3 separate regions of the Mus musculus genome follow, and regions 2 and 3 are each linked to region 1. Evidence: chromatin contacts called from public Hi-C and Micro-C data. All regions are on one chromosome and are shown on one strand. The core of a region is the stretch at or near the end of the contact, and the rest is flanking DNA. Distances in the headings are between cores, read along the strand shown. Region 1 holds the start of Tex26 (testis expressed 26). Region 2 holds the start of B3glct (beta-3-glucosyltransferase). Region 3 overlaps Wdr95 (WD40 repeat domain 95).

What was found. Hi-C and Micro-C count contacts between places; a contact is called where the count stands out from the background.
Region 2: a contact with region 1 is called in a Hi-C map of nephron progenitors, with 4 times the contacts expected there. The contact joins the promoter of B3glct here to the promoter of Tex26 in region 1. A contact is called at or near these places in 2 of 39 promoter capture datasets (liver and neural stem cells), 1 of 484 Hi-C or Micro-C datasets (nephron progenitors), 1 of 115 datasets of contacts at active chromatin or transcription factors (embryonic stem cells) and 3 of 9 other capture datasets (adipose tissue, embryonic stem cells and liver).
Region 3: a Micro-C map of trophoblast stem cells shows a contact between it and region 1, with 4 times the contacts expected there. The contact joins the enhancer-like site here to the promoter of Tex26 in region 1. A contact is called at or near these places in 1 of 484 Hi-C or Micro-C datasets (trophoblast stem cells), 1 of 115 datasets of contacts at active chromatin or transcription factors (embryonic stem cells) and 3 of 9 other capture datasets (adipose tissue, liver and pancreatic islet).

The regions. Positions count from the first base shown.
Region 1 is chr5:149,437,766-149,441,796 of GRCm38.p6, reverse strand. It overlaps Tex26 (testis expressed 26), which reads right to left and starts at 2,137. Exons shown (of 7, transcript NM_029464.2): 1 at 2,010-2,137. The coding sequence starts at 2,070.
Region 2 is chr5:149,676,273-149,680,303 of GRCm38.p6, reverse strand. B3glct (beta-3-glucosyltransferase) reads right to left here and starts at 2,074. Exons shown (of 15, transcript NM_001081204.2): 1 at 1,925-2,074. The coding sequence starts at 1,967.
Region 3 is chr5:149,587,185-149,591,215 of GRCm38.p6, reverse strand. It overlaps Wdr95 (WD40 repeat domain 95), which reads right to left. Exons shown (of 23, transcript NM_029440.3): 15 at 2,981-3,146. Among named protein-coding and RNA genes, the nearest start is that of Gm35763, 4.9 kb to the right of the region's middle. Within about 2 kb of position 2,050, at least 28 of the 459 cell types and tissues checked have an H3K27ac peak or open chromatin away from gene starts, as enhancers often do. A contact at or near this core is called in trophoblast stem cells, where this site is marked.

The DNA.
Region 1 (4,031 bases), core at 888-3,387:
GGTAACCATGGTGACTTATCCCTGGTGTTCATGGTCCTGTAAATAATCAGGATGTAGTGACATAAGCCTTGAATCCCAGCACTCGAGCAGGAGAGGCAGCCTTGTCTCTATGAGTTTGAGATCGGGTTGATCTACATAGAGAGTTTCAGGCTAGCCACGGCTACACAGTGAGACCCGGTCCAAAAAAAAAAAAAAAAGTTACTGTCTGCACTTAGAACCTAGAGCTGGCTAGTGAGCACATAACTTAATGGTTTTGTGTGTGTGTGTTTTGTTTTTTTTTTTTGTTTGTTTGTTTGTTTGTTTTTCGAGACAGGGTTTCTCTGTATAGCCCTGGCTGTCCTGGAACTCATTTTGTAGACCAGGCTGGCCTTGAATTCAGAAATCCACCTGCCTCTGTCTCCCGAGTGCTGGTACTAAAGGCATGAGCCACCGCGCCCGGCTATAACTTAATGTTTTAAGCCAGGACTCTGTGCTTTTGTATAGCAGCTGTGACAAGAGGACAATAGCCCAGGATTGCTCACTTATGCTCAGGAGTGACTCAACAGCAGGCATCAGCTGTCTCTTCTTTGGGGACAAAGATTAGAGATGACATATCTCACACTCTTCTTGGGAGGGTGACTTTAGCAGCAATGGAAGATGGGATTGTGGCTGTGACAGACCCAAGGCTGAAGGGGCAGATGACCCAGCAGGTGAGGGCTGAACAAAAGAGATCTGTAACCAATCAAGGGCTCCTTCTCTAACAGCCTGGGCCCTCTTCATTGTACTCTCAACTTCTGGAAGGTTCCAAGGAGGACAGGAAGGTGATTTTTGTCCACACTGAGGCACAGGGGCCTCTGGGCCATGCATGGAAACTGCCTGATCAAGAGCGGGATAGTTCAGTCTGAACATTTGGCATTGGGTACTGAGTGTAGACAGTAGAGTCCCTGGCAGTTTGTGCAGCACCGGAAGTCCTGGGGTACGTGATCAATTCCGTAAGAGGAGGAATCCTAACTCTTATCTGTTCCAGACAAGGAAGGAGACTACTGGCCTAGGAAAATACCTGACAGACAGAGTGTTTAGAAAAAGGGAAATGGAAATTAAGGAGTGCCCTTGGGGATCCTGGGAGCTTTTCCCTCCTCCATCTCCTGACCTCGCCGTCCTATAGAATCTGAAAACATTTAACATTTTTTTTAACTGAATACGCTCCTTCCCGCCCTCCCCCCTCACACACACACTCCAGCTTTCCACTCTTCGTTTACAGAGAACTAGATTGGAATGTAAACACCCACTTCATTGTTCTCTTAGGAGCATCATTCTAAAGAATCCTCACAGCCCCTTAGCCAGCTCGGCTAGACGGCTGCAGCCGGCCATTATTGCTCCGAAGGGATGGATACGCTGACTGTGCACTCAGTAATAATGCTACTCGAGTCGCAACTAACAGCCAGGGGAGGTGATGTCTCTTCACCAACGCAAAACGCTGAGCTGGTAAACCCGCTGCCGCCGCCGCAAGCAGAACCACAGAGCAAGGCTCTCCATCTGTCACCTGGCAGAGCGCCTTTGAAAAGGGCTCAGCTCCCAGCCCAGTCTGCAGACAGAGCAGCCCTGGCCGGCTGATCCCGCCCCTCCCCTCCCTCCCGCCCCACTGAATTTGCTGTTTGCGACTTAAAGAACCAGCCAGACTCCTTCTCTCCCTCCATTACGTCCCCAGTTCTGTTCATTTGTCTTCGGCTCTGTTGTCCTTGGAAGGACACTAGCTGTGGCTTTATCATGTCTCCTCAGGGGTTTCCTTAAGTATTTAAAGGGACACCCCAGAGTTTTAGAGAGGGGAGTATAAAGGGCTGGACAGGAGTGTGATTTTGGACAGCTGATCTTTCTCCCTGACTCACTTGCGCCTCCCTGCCATCTCTAAAAGCGAGGCAAACCTCTCACGATTGATGCCCTTGGGGAAAAAAAAACTGCCTTATTTAAAACAACTCCACCGCACACACAGCACACCACGCCCCGCAGACCCGCAGCGTGGGCAGTCTTACTTGACTGGAGCTTGGGGTCACATTGAGCAGGGCACGAAACCTTGTTCCTATACCGGGCCATCTTGTCCCAAAAGGTCGCCTTCCCGCCCTGACAAGGCAGTAGTACTCCGCTCTGCGCCCCACCCTCTGCGCGTGCCTTTGTGAAGCGTCGCTATGGAGACGCCTCAGTCTCCGCCCCTGGACCCAGAGGGTGAGCGCATCACGCTGATTCCTGACTTTCATGGAGTGCCCTAATCCAATAGTTCTCAACCTATGGACTACGACTCCTTGGGGGTGGGGGGTGTCGAACGAACTTTTCACAGGGGTCACCTAAGACCATCAGGAAACACAGATGTTACCATTATACATTACAATTCATAACCGTAGCAACATTACAGTTATGAAGTAGCCACCAAACAATTTGTAGTTGGGGGGGGGGTCACCACCACATGAGGAACTATATTAAAGGGTCGCAGCATTAGGAAGGTGGAGAGACACTGCTCTGGTCCTTGCAATACTATGCCATTGTTTTATGTATTGGCAAATACGAGCAAACTGGAAAAGGCTGGAAAAAAAAAGTTTATTTTAGCCTGGTATACTGGTGCTCACCGGTGATCCGAGAACTCAGGAGGCTAAGGCAGGAGCCCAACCCTGGAAAGAGATGCCTTGTCTCAAAATATTAAATACCCCGAATATTAAAAACCCAGAAGCAGACAGACAGACGCCCAACCGCAAATTTGTGTCCATTCATAATTTTCAATGTAAGCAAAATTGGGCAAGGTTGGCATGGAAATCTGTAGGACACAGCGACTACACTCAAGGATGAGAAAGATGTGGTATAAGGGAAAGGTAAAAGTTTCGGCATCAGGTCTGTGTGAGGTCAACCCAGAGCATCCTAAGCTAGTGTCTAGTTACTTCAGGGAAACATTGGGCACAGGCTAATTACGGAGAGTCCAGAGGGATAATGGATGCAGCAGGGTCATCCTCCACTACATAGTTTGTCCAGGGGCAGCCTGGGTTACACCAGACCTTATTTTTAATAAATACAAAAAATCCCAAACTATATTCCTAGTACCAATCATAGGATGCCACTTTGTTACTGTACACTGGCCGGCTGATCCTACCCACTTATACATGTTAGAGTGTGGCTTTTAATTTTTTTCCACTTGTGATCACACTGTGCCTGAGAAATTTTTATGCCAGCTAGAGTATATAAGGTATATAAGACAAATACACAGGTCACATGTTTATTGATAATGAACCATGAGGAGCTTTATTTTAAAAAGCAATTCATTGCTGTGCATACAATTTTACCATCTATGAAAGATATGAAGCAAATTTGCATATTAATGAGACGTCATATTATTGAGGTTGCATATTAATGAGATGACCTGTTTATCTTACATAAATAATTAAATCTCGGCTGAATAGGAGATGCTGAATATGAGACCATCTTCGGGGCTTTTCAGAATCCATCAATATTTTGGTTCCTATAATCACCAGTACTTGGAAGACCATTTTGGATAAATGCCTGGCACAAAAGGTCAGAAATGTGCTTAGGACCACTTCAAAAAACACTTGGAAGTTCTGCCCTGATCCCAAGCCAAAACTCACTTAAAATGTTTTTATAAAATTCAGGACAGCAAATCAAATAGCAATTAAAAAAAAAAAAAGAAAGAAAGGAGCATTCCTAAGTGAGACTCAAAGGGAAATGGGAAGGACTGCATCAAGGATCCCAGTTCTTTAGTGGGGATGTGGACAGCGTGTGTCAAAATGTCCACCATAGCTTTCTTCCGGGATACCATGACCTAGTCTTGTCTCTGTGGTCTAGCTGAATACCATAAACCCTGCATCCCTTTTATCTCGATGTAATACCCTGGTCTTCTTGTTCCGCTATACACAGTAACCTCACTCCTCTGTTCAACTCTATATAATAAACACTCTGAGCTTGCTTGATTTGATTTTGAATTACCAGTTAGCATTGAACATCCAGAAACCTTGTAGTGTTGTCAGATTGATTGATTGACTGATTATTGATTGTAG
Region 2 (4,031 bases), core at 825-3,324, 240 kb before region 1:
ATAAACAGAACGCCAATTTCAGCCATCACCCACCCAGCTGGTTAGCTGCAAAGCCTACGGGCAGTAAAGCAGGCGTTGGAAGCAGCGTTTCCCAGCCCTCTTGCCTGCTTTTCTCCAGGACTCAACAAAGCTTTCTCCAACCCATGATCTCTGGCCAAAATTCCTCATGATCAATTGCTACCTTCTGGGTCCAAGGTGCCCTAACATTTTAAATTACAGTGTTGCCAAATTAATCATGTGGGTGAGCAATTAATTACAAGCTAATCTTGCTCAATTTTCTCACACTTAGTGAGCACCAGAAGAAATGCCAGGGGTACACAGAAGCAAAACAAAAAACGTCCTTATTCGGAAAGCATAAATCCAAATCCAAACGAGCTGTCAAGGCTCTCGTGGACTACATCTTTCCCTAAACTGAGCCATTCTGCCATTTCTAAAACTGAAATTCTGCCTTTTCACAGACAAGTCAGGGTTAGGGAAAAGTATTAGGACAAGCTGCAAAGAGTCTTTTTTTTTTTTTTTTTTAACCCACGCTTTCAAACTTGAACAAATATCATAAAGAGTCATTCGCAATGACTTTATAACTTTTTTTCCACATCATCTTAGCTGAAAGGGGGAGGAAACGGCCTCCAGAAAACGGGAAGAAAGGAACAGGCAACTGGACTGCCTGGGACCAGTTCTCTGATTTTCCCGGAGGCCTCAAGGTTCCGCGGGGCACCCCGGTCCTCCCTCCCCTCCTTGCCCAACTGCATTAGGAGGAAGGCAGGCCAAGTTTGTAGGTTCCTAGGGAGTGGTACACAAAGAGAGGAGGTCTCTGGGAAATTGCAGGAGCTGAGGGTACAGGGTGGGGGTGACGCAAGGGATACGGGGAGGGGGGCGCGCCTTGGGGCGTGCTAATGGCTGTATCAGGGTTCTGTAAAGCTGGGTAGGGTCTCAAGGAACACACGATGGGATGCATGGAGTATTTAAGGCAAAACGGTGTGTGCTTGACTGGGGCGATGGGCGGGGGTGGGGGTGGGGTGTAGATAGTGGGACACCGGTCATGCACAGCAGGAGATCCAGGGTACATACGGAGGAGTGGGAAAAGGGGTGCCCATGGCCGAGTGCAGGTTGTCCACAACAGGAGGTACAGGGTGCACAGGGCGGAACACGGGGGATGCACAAGGTAGAGAGCGGGGTGCACACAGTGGGATGCGGGGTATGCACGGTGAGGTGGGATACGGTATTCAAGGTCGGGAGGGGTGAAACTTGGGATATGCACCTCCAGGCACTGGGAATGCACATGGAGGATCGAGGGGTGTGCACAAGGTGGGGCGCGGGGATGCACATCTAGGGGTATGGGATGCACAACTATGGGACCCATGAGTGCACAGCTGTGGGACACAGGGGCACACGGTAGAGAGCAGGGGGTGTACGGCCGGGCACGGAGTAAGCACAAGCAGAGGGTGCACACGGTGGGGCGCACGGAGTGTACACAGTGGGGCGCAGAGTGCACACGGCGGGCCGTGGCATGAATGCCGTGGGGCGTAGGATAGCTACGGTGGAGTGCGGAGTGCACACCGCGGAGCGCGGCAAGCATTCGGCGGGGCGCTGGGGGCGCACAGGGCGGGGTGCTCATAGTGGGGCGCGAGGTGTGCACCGCAGGGCGCACGGGCGGCGCGCAGGGGCGGGAAAGGCGCGGCCTCTTGTAAAGTTTCTAGCAGTTGCGCGGCTCTGGCTCCCGACCCGGCCGCGCCCTCCCCACCAGCCCGCGTGCCCCGGCGGAAGGAGGCGGAGATGGAGAGGGCGCGGGCCGAGGGTGGCGCCACTAGAGGGCGCTGCGGCCGGGACGGGGCGGGACGGGGCGGGCGGCAGCCGGAACCGCGCGGGGGTGGCCAGCAGCCCCGGGACTCCCTCCCCGCGCCCGCCCGGGCCGCTCGCTACTTACCCGCGGAGCAGCTGAACAGCGCCAGCAGCGCGGGAGGCCGCATCCCGGAGGCAGAGGCTCCGCGCCCTTCCCGGAGCCGAGCTGCGCGGACGCCCTGCGCGCCTGACCCTTCTCGCGCTCCCCTCCTCCTTCCCGGCGCCGCGCCGGCTCGGGCTGCGCCCTCTGGCGGCCGGGATCGGGAGCGCCCCGGTGTACGCTCGCAACCGGCGCGGTTGTAGGTGGTCCTGCTGCCCAGCTGGACCGCGCCCTCCTCTGGGCATCTGACCTCAGAGCTTCTTTTCTGACCCTCTGACAAACTCTGCCGTCATGCCCTTCGCTTCCCAGAACTTCTTTCCCCATCCCTAGCAGTAGATCACCCTTACTGTCCTCAAAGTGAAGGAAGAAGGATCGTTTTTTTCTTCCCTGCTAATGGACTATCTTCAGTTTTTATAAAAAGCAAAATCGATAATTCAACTCTTAATATTGTTGGCACCGATGTTCTACTTTGATGAAGGTGTTTTTAATCAGCTCAACTAATTTACTTAATATCCTCTTCTTAAATGGAATTTGATTAATAGCTTTGGCCCGGAGTTTTGCTCTTAATAGATGTTGGTGTAAAGCTAAATTTTTATTAATGTTATTTTGAGTGTTCACTGTGATGGAAGAGAGAGGGTATTCAAGATACTTGATGAAAATGAATCAATTAAGAACACAGAGAAGAGTGAGGTGGAAAAGTCACATAAGCAGAGTTCCTTCCAGCACAGAATCCTGAAGGGTCTCCCTCCCACCCTGGAAGAGTTCCACCTGAGGACCTTACAGTTACATTGTAGTGAACCAAAGAGGGAAACAATTACAGGGAAGAATTAGAGGGACCCTTCCCAGAAACACAGTTTCTCCTGCATCTCCAAGGATGTAAAAAAGACTGACTGAGCAACCCTGGCTTGTGTTTAGATGATGCGAGGCTAGAGGGCAGCTAGAGTTGCCTTTCAGCCACTGTGGTCACAGGACAAATGACTCACCGAACATCTCCCCCAACCACAGGTAGTAAAACTCTAGGGCAAGCCTGCTCATAAAGACTTTGGCAGTCATATTTCTTAGTTTCTGTGTGTTTCTTGTTGACTGGTGCCAGTCTCTTGACTGATGAAGACCAGCGCTACAGTTTTTCCAAATTCTTGGTTGGCTGCTTTAACTCCTTGGGCTTTCTTGGGAAGTTCTAAAGCTGATAGACAGTTTCCCATTGCTAAAGTTTTCTAGCATTCTCCTAGGAAATATTCCTTCCCTTTGTTAGACACCGTACCTATAAACAAGATGTAAATAGAGAGAAAAATCTAGTAGCCAAGTAACACAACTGAGGACCCTACTTTGGTAGCAAACAACTTTGAGGGCTTAGTGGATCAGACTTTTCATTGAAATTATCCTGGAAGGATGGAGAGGTGACTCAGTGATTAAGACCATGTACTACTCTCCTGGAGGGCCTGAGTTCCATTCCTACATCCACATTTGTTGGCTTATGACTGCCAGTAACTCAAACTCCAGAGTGGCCGATCCGATGATCCATCTGATGCCTCTGGCTTCTGCAGATACTGGCATCTCACGCACAGGCCTACACATAGGGTTACACATCTGCACATAAGTAAAAGTCAATCAAATACAAATTTTTAATTGAAATTTTCATCATGATCCAACATGACTGTATTCCAGGAGGAGTGTAGGAGATTGGACGGTAAGGGCGAGAGCCCATCCTTTAAGTAATAAACTTGCCTGTCTTCAGCATCTTCACAGAGGACAATGACAAATGACACATCACACAGCTCCATGACTCAAGTTTGAGGAAAGGACTGCCTTTCTGTGATTCTGGCCATATGATAAATAGACTCCCTGGGCGTCCTCCCCCATCACTAGGAGAAAAAGCTCTCAAAGCCAACCTGCTCGAAGTGGTACTGACAGACACACAATGAGGCTTGCCTGTGACACCCACTGTGAGGGGACAGTTTCCCACAGGAGAAAAATAAATCTCAGTTACTCCAAGAGAGTAACATGAGGAACAGCGGGCCATAGCTCCATTCCCATGGGATCCTCACCTCTTCATCTGAGTCGTCACCACCGTGCTAGTTTCTAGGACTGTCCA
Region 3 (4,031 bases), core at 801-3,300, 150 kb before region 1:
CTTAATTAGCAGGGCAACACATGTCTTATGGATAAGGCCACATTTCAAGTTTAAGACAAGCAGCAGCAGAGACCCAAAACTAAGCTAAGGAAAACTCCCAAGCAACGGACAGAATGCTGATGGTGTGTTCAGGAAGGGACAGAGCCAGGGAAGGTATCTCACACGGACTATGTTTGCGCTGGCTCTTGGAAGATGGACTAGGCAGAGAAGACACTGTAGAGGAGATGGCCATCAAACCAGGACTCAATGGACACTGCCAATTCCCAAATAAACTAGCCTAGCTCTACATCTCTAAGTTCCCGAATCTGCCAGTGTTTGGGACTCTTTATCCCTACTCCCCCAGTGCCTCTTAGTAAATGAAAGTCAAGAGACATAAAGAATACTGTGGGAAAAGCACAGTCCTTCCATGACCCTCTCCAAGCCAGGCCGGGGTCGGGGCTTCAGAGAGAGAATGAGCAGCTACATATAAAGGAATGCTTACGGCCCCCCCAATATTCAATATAAGAGTATTAGGAAGTGGGTCTTTGAGAGGTCATAAAGGTGACTTCTCTGGTTTTCTGCTTGTGTTTATCCCAGGGATGGCTACAGAGGCACAAAGGTGTGCCAGCCTCTTCCTTACCCATGTTGGGTCCAGGAGTGCATCCCTGCACAACACCTCAGCTATGCCCATCTATCATGTAGAGATGACCTTCTTCACAGCGGAGACCACATGAGTCTCCTACATAAACCTTGCTGTGAAGGCTGAAGGGATTAATGACCCCAAAGCGCCTCTCTCAAAGTTCCTCAGCCTATGGCAGCTGTTAATGACGAGTCCTGTTTAATTCTCAAGTGTCAGCCTCCTGTTGATGCAAACAAGCAGACACTGCCTGTCTCTCAGGGTCAGTGTGAGCAGTAGATAAAATCAGCTTATGGGAAAATGGCTGACGGCAGAGCCAACCAGTGGGTGTCAACTGCTTTCCTATATAAACCTCCTCTGTCTCAGATGGGCTGACTTTCTTGAACTTTGGCCTGGTTGGGATCCCCTGGTTTCTCTCACAGTCAAATTCTTTTTGATGTGGAAGAGGAATTAGCAATCGCCTTTGGGCGGAAGAATGGAGCAGAAACCTTAGTGAGATGAGTCAGCAGAATAAAGACTTCACCCCCTCCAGCTTTGCAAGCCCTTTTCCCAGAGAGAACCATGGTTCTGCATGCAAGATGGCATCCCCTTCATCAAGGCCATGTGAGAAAGGCCACTGAGCTTTGGTGTGACTGTCAAGAAGCAGCCAGGTTACTCCTTCATGGAAGGGCATGCACACCGTGTGTGTGTGTGTGTGTGTGTGTGTGTGTGTGTGTGTGTGTGCGCCTGTGTGTGCACAGGAGAGGGCAAGTGCATGTGTGTGTGCAGTGTACATGTGTACGTGCCTCTGTGTGTGTGTGTGTGTGTGTGTGTGTGTGTGTGTGAAAATTCTACCTTGCGGAAGTGTTACTGTGGTGATGGCTGGGTTTGTGTTCCTGTAACAAAAGAGATTTTCAAAATGAGACTGCTTGCAGTCTACAGTAACCTGGAGCAGTGATCATTTCTGCAAACAGGGTTTTGCATCAGAATTGCTTCCTGAAGTGTCAGCCTCACATCCTAAGCCGGTGACTTTATTTTCATTTTAATGGCAAAGAAACTAAACTTCTGGAATGCAACGAACGCCCATCCCTTTCCTCCCTAAAGACTAAAAACAACAAACACAAAAAGAAACAGTTCAGTGTTCTCAGAGAGAGCTTTGGAGAATAATTTTTTTTAAACAAGTGGAGAAATGGGGATCAGGAGTTGACTTGGTGATGAGTCTGCAGGTCAGAGTTCCATTCTGATGCCAAGGTTGCCAGAGGCTCCACCGCCTATCCCCTCCAGGTGGCACTCAAGCTGACCACGTGACTTAACCATTATTATTATTTTTTTTAACTCGCTGGCTACCCACAGCTTGCCTCTGCATTAGGACCAGAAGCCCCTTAAGATCTTATACCTCTGACATCACTTCTCAGAGCCTAATGCACCTGGGAACAGCTCAGAAGTATTTTCTGGCTAAATGATTCAGAGGTTTTGTGTGTTTTGTTTTTAAATGCCTAAAGCCAGGGATCTAATCACCACTGGTGGTTCGATAAGGATTTGTAGCTTGGGCCTCAGGAAATGAAAGACCTTCCTCATTCTATGCCAAAACAATCAGCGTTCTGTGTCATCTCCTTTCCTGTGGCTCCAAAGCAGACAGCTGCTGCTTGAGAAGGAAGGGCTTGGGCCGCTAGGCGGGCAGGGGAAGGGAGGAAGCCTGTTTAACAACAGGCTATAGCCAGTGTCCCAGCCCTGCACACCCAGCAGTAAAACCAGAAGACATCTCAACTATGGTTGGGGCACCCCATTATTGTTTTGATGACCACCACGATCATTAGCAGATAGCAGACAGAGAAGACCCTGAAGAAACAGAGCCAGCCTCTCCCCCCAAAATTGGCAAGTGGTAGTGAAGTTTTGCAGTTGAATGCTTAAGTAGTAAGGAAGGATTGAGGTTGGAGATCTGTGGGTCACGGGCCACCAGAGGAGGCAGAGGATGGGTAGAGCATGGAGATCTTCCAGTCGGATGAGACATTGAGGGGGTGCTGCATGGGCTGAGCTGGGGGAGAAGGTTTAGTAGCAGGGTGGAAGATGCACATGGCAAGTGGATGGTGATGGAGAGAAAAAGTGGGAGAGGAAAGGGGTGCCAACATAGCCGCAGGGCTCAGTGGTCCAGCCTTCAGGTTGGGAGCAGATAAAGACCTCAAAGATACCGAGATAGACTTCTGTGGGCTGGGCTTTTGACAGGGAAGAGAACAGGAACAGATATGACACATGGCATGGACAGGAAGCAGGGGAGGGACGGACACGACACAAGGCCAGTCCCTCCCCAGCAAGTCATGGTCCAGAATGGAGACTCCTTTAAGGAGGGTCTGTGTACAGAGGCTATGGAACCTGCCCCTTACTTACCTTCTCTATGGTCCTGGCCATCCATGGGGCTGGGGGTGTTCAGCTTGCAGTACATGTGACCTGAGATGACATTCCAAACTATTATCTCTCCATCGTAACTGGAGGTGGCCAGAAGAAAAGGCGGGCACTGAGCCACACAGAGAATGTCCTCCTTGTGCCCATGGTTCTAAGAAAGAAAGACAGAGCTGAGAAATCAGACCCCAAACCAGTGGGTCATGGGCCACCAAAGGAGGTGGGGGTTGGGGACGGCGTGGAAGTCTGAGAACTTTCAGTCGGATGAGACATTGAGGGAATGCTGACTGGGCTGAGCTGAGGGAGAAGGCTTGTGGGGAGCAGGGGGCGGGGGATGGAGATGCGTGTGGTAGGGTTTAGGGATAATCCCAAATTAGGATAAATCCCAATTCAGGGATAATTTGATCTCTAAAGTCAGATGCGGAGGGGTTCTCTGGGACTTCTACCTCTTCATATGAGAACCCCTCTGTCTAGCAATCACTGTGTTGCAACATTTCCTGTTTGGCTATTGCCTGTCGAGGTCGAGCTCTCTAAGGGAACCGGTATGTCCTTATTCTGCCATTCTGCCATCAAGCAGGTTGTTGACAAGCGGCTCTAGCTCAGGCCGCAGTGGGTAAGGGGTGTAAGCTATGCTCTAAGGTTTGAGTTCCCGGAGAGAAAATGTCTATGTGTTGTATGGCTGTTTCACCTGTCAATTAAGAAGCCTATGACCTATGGCTTAGGCAGGAAATGGAAGGCGGGACATCTGGAAGTCAAAAGAATTCTGGGAGAGCCAGATGAGGGAAGATCTACCCAGGGAGATTCGAGGAGATAGATGTGTGGTACCTGAGTACAGATAACCAGCCACATGGCAGAATGTAGGTTAAAATAATTGGGTTATTTTAGTTATGATCCAATCAGAGTAGAGCCAAGGAATATATAAATGTATTTTGAGTCTGAGTCTTATTCCTAGAAGTGTGAGGCTGGGAGGAAGAACCCAGCCTAACTGCTACCGTTTCCCACCAGCCAGAAACCCACATGCCAGAGTAGAGTGAACCCC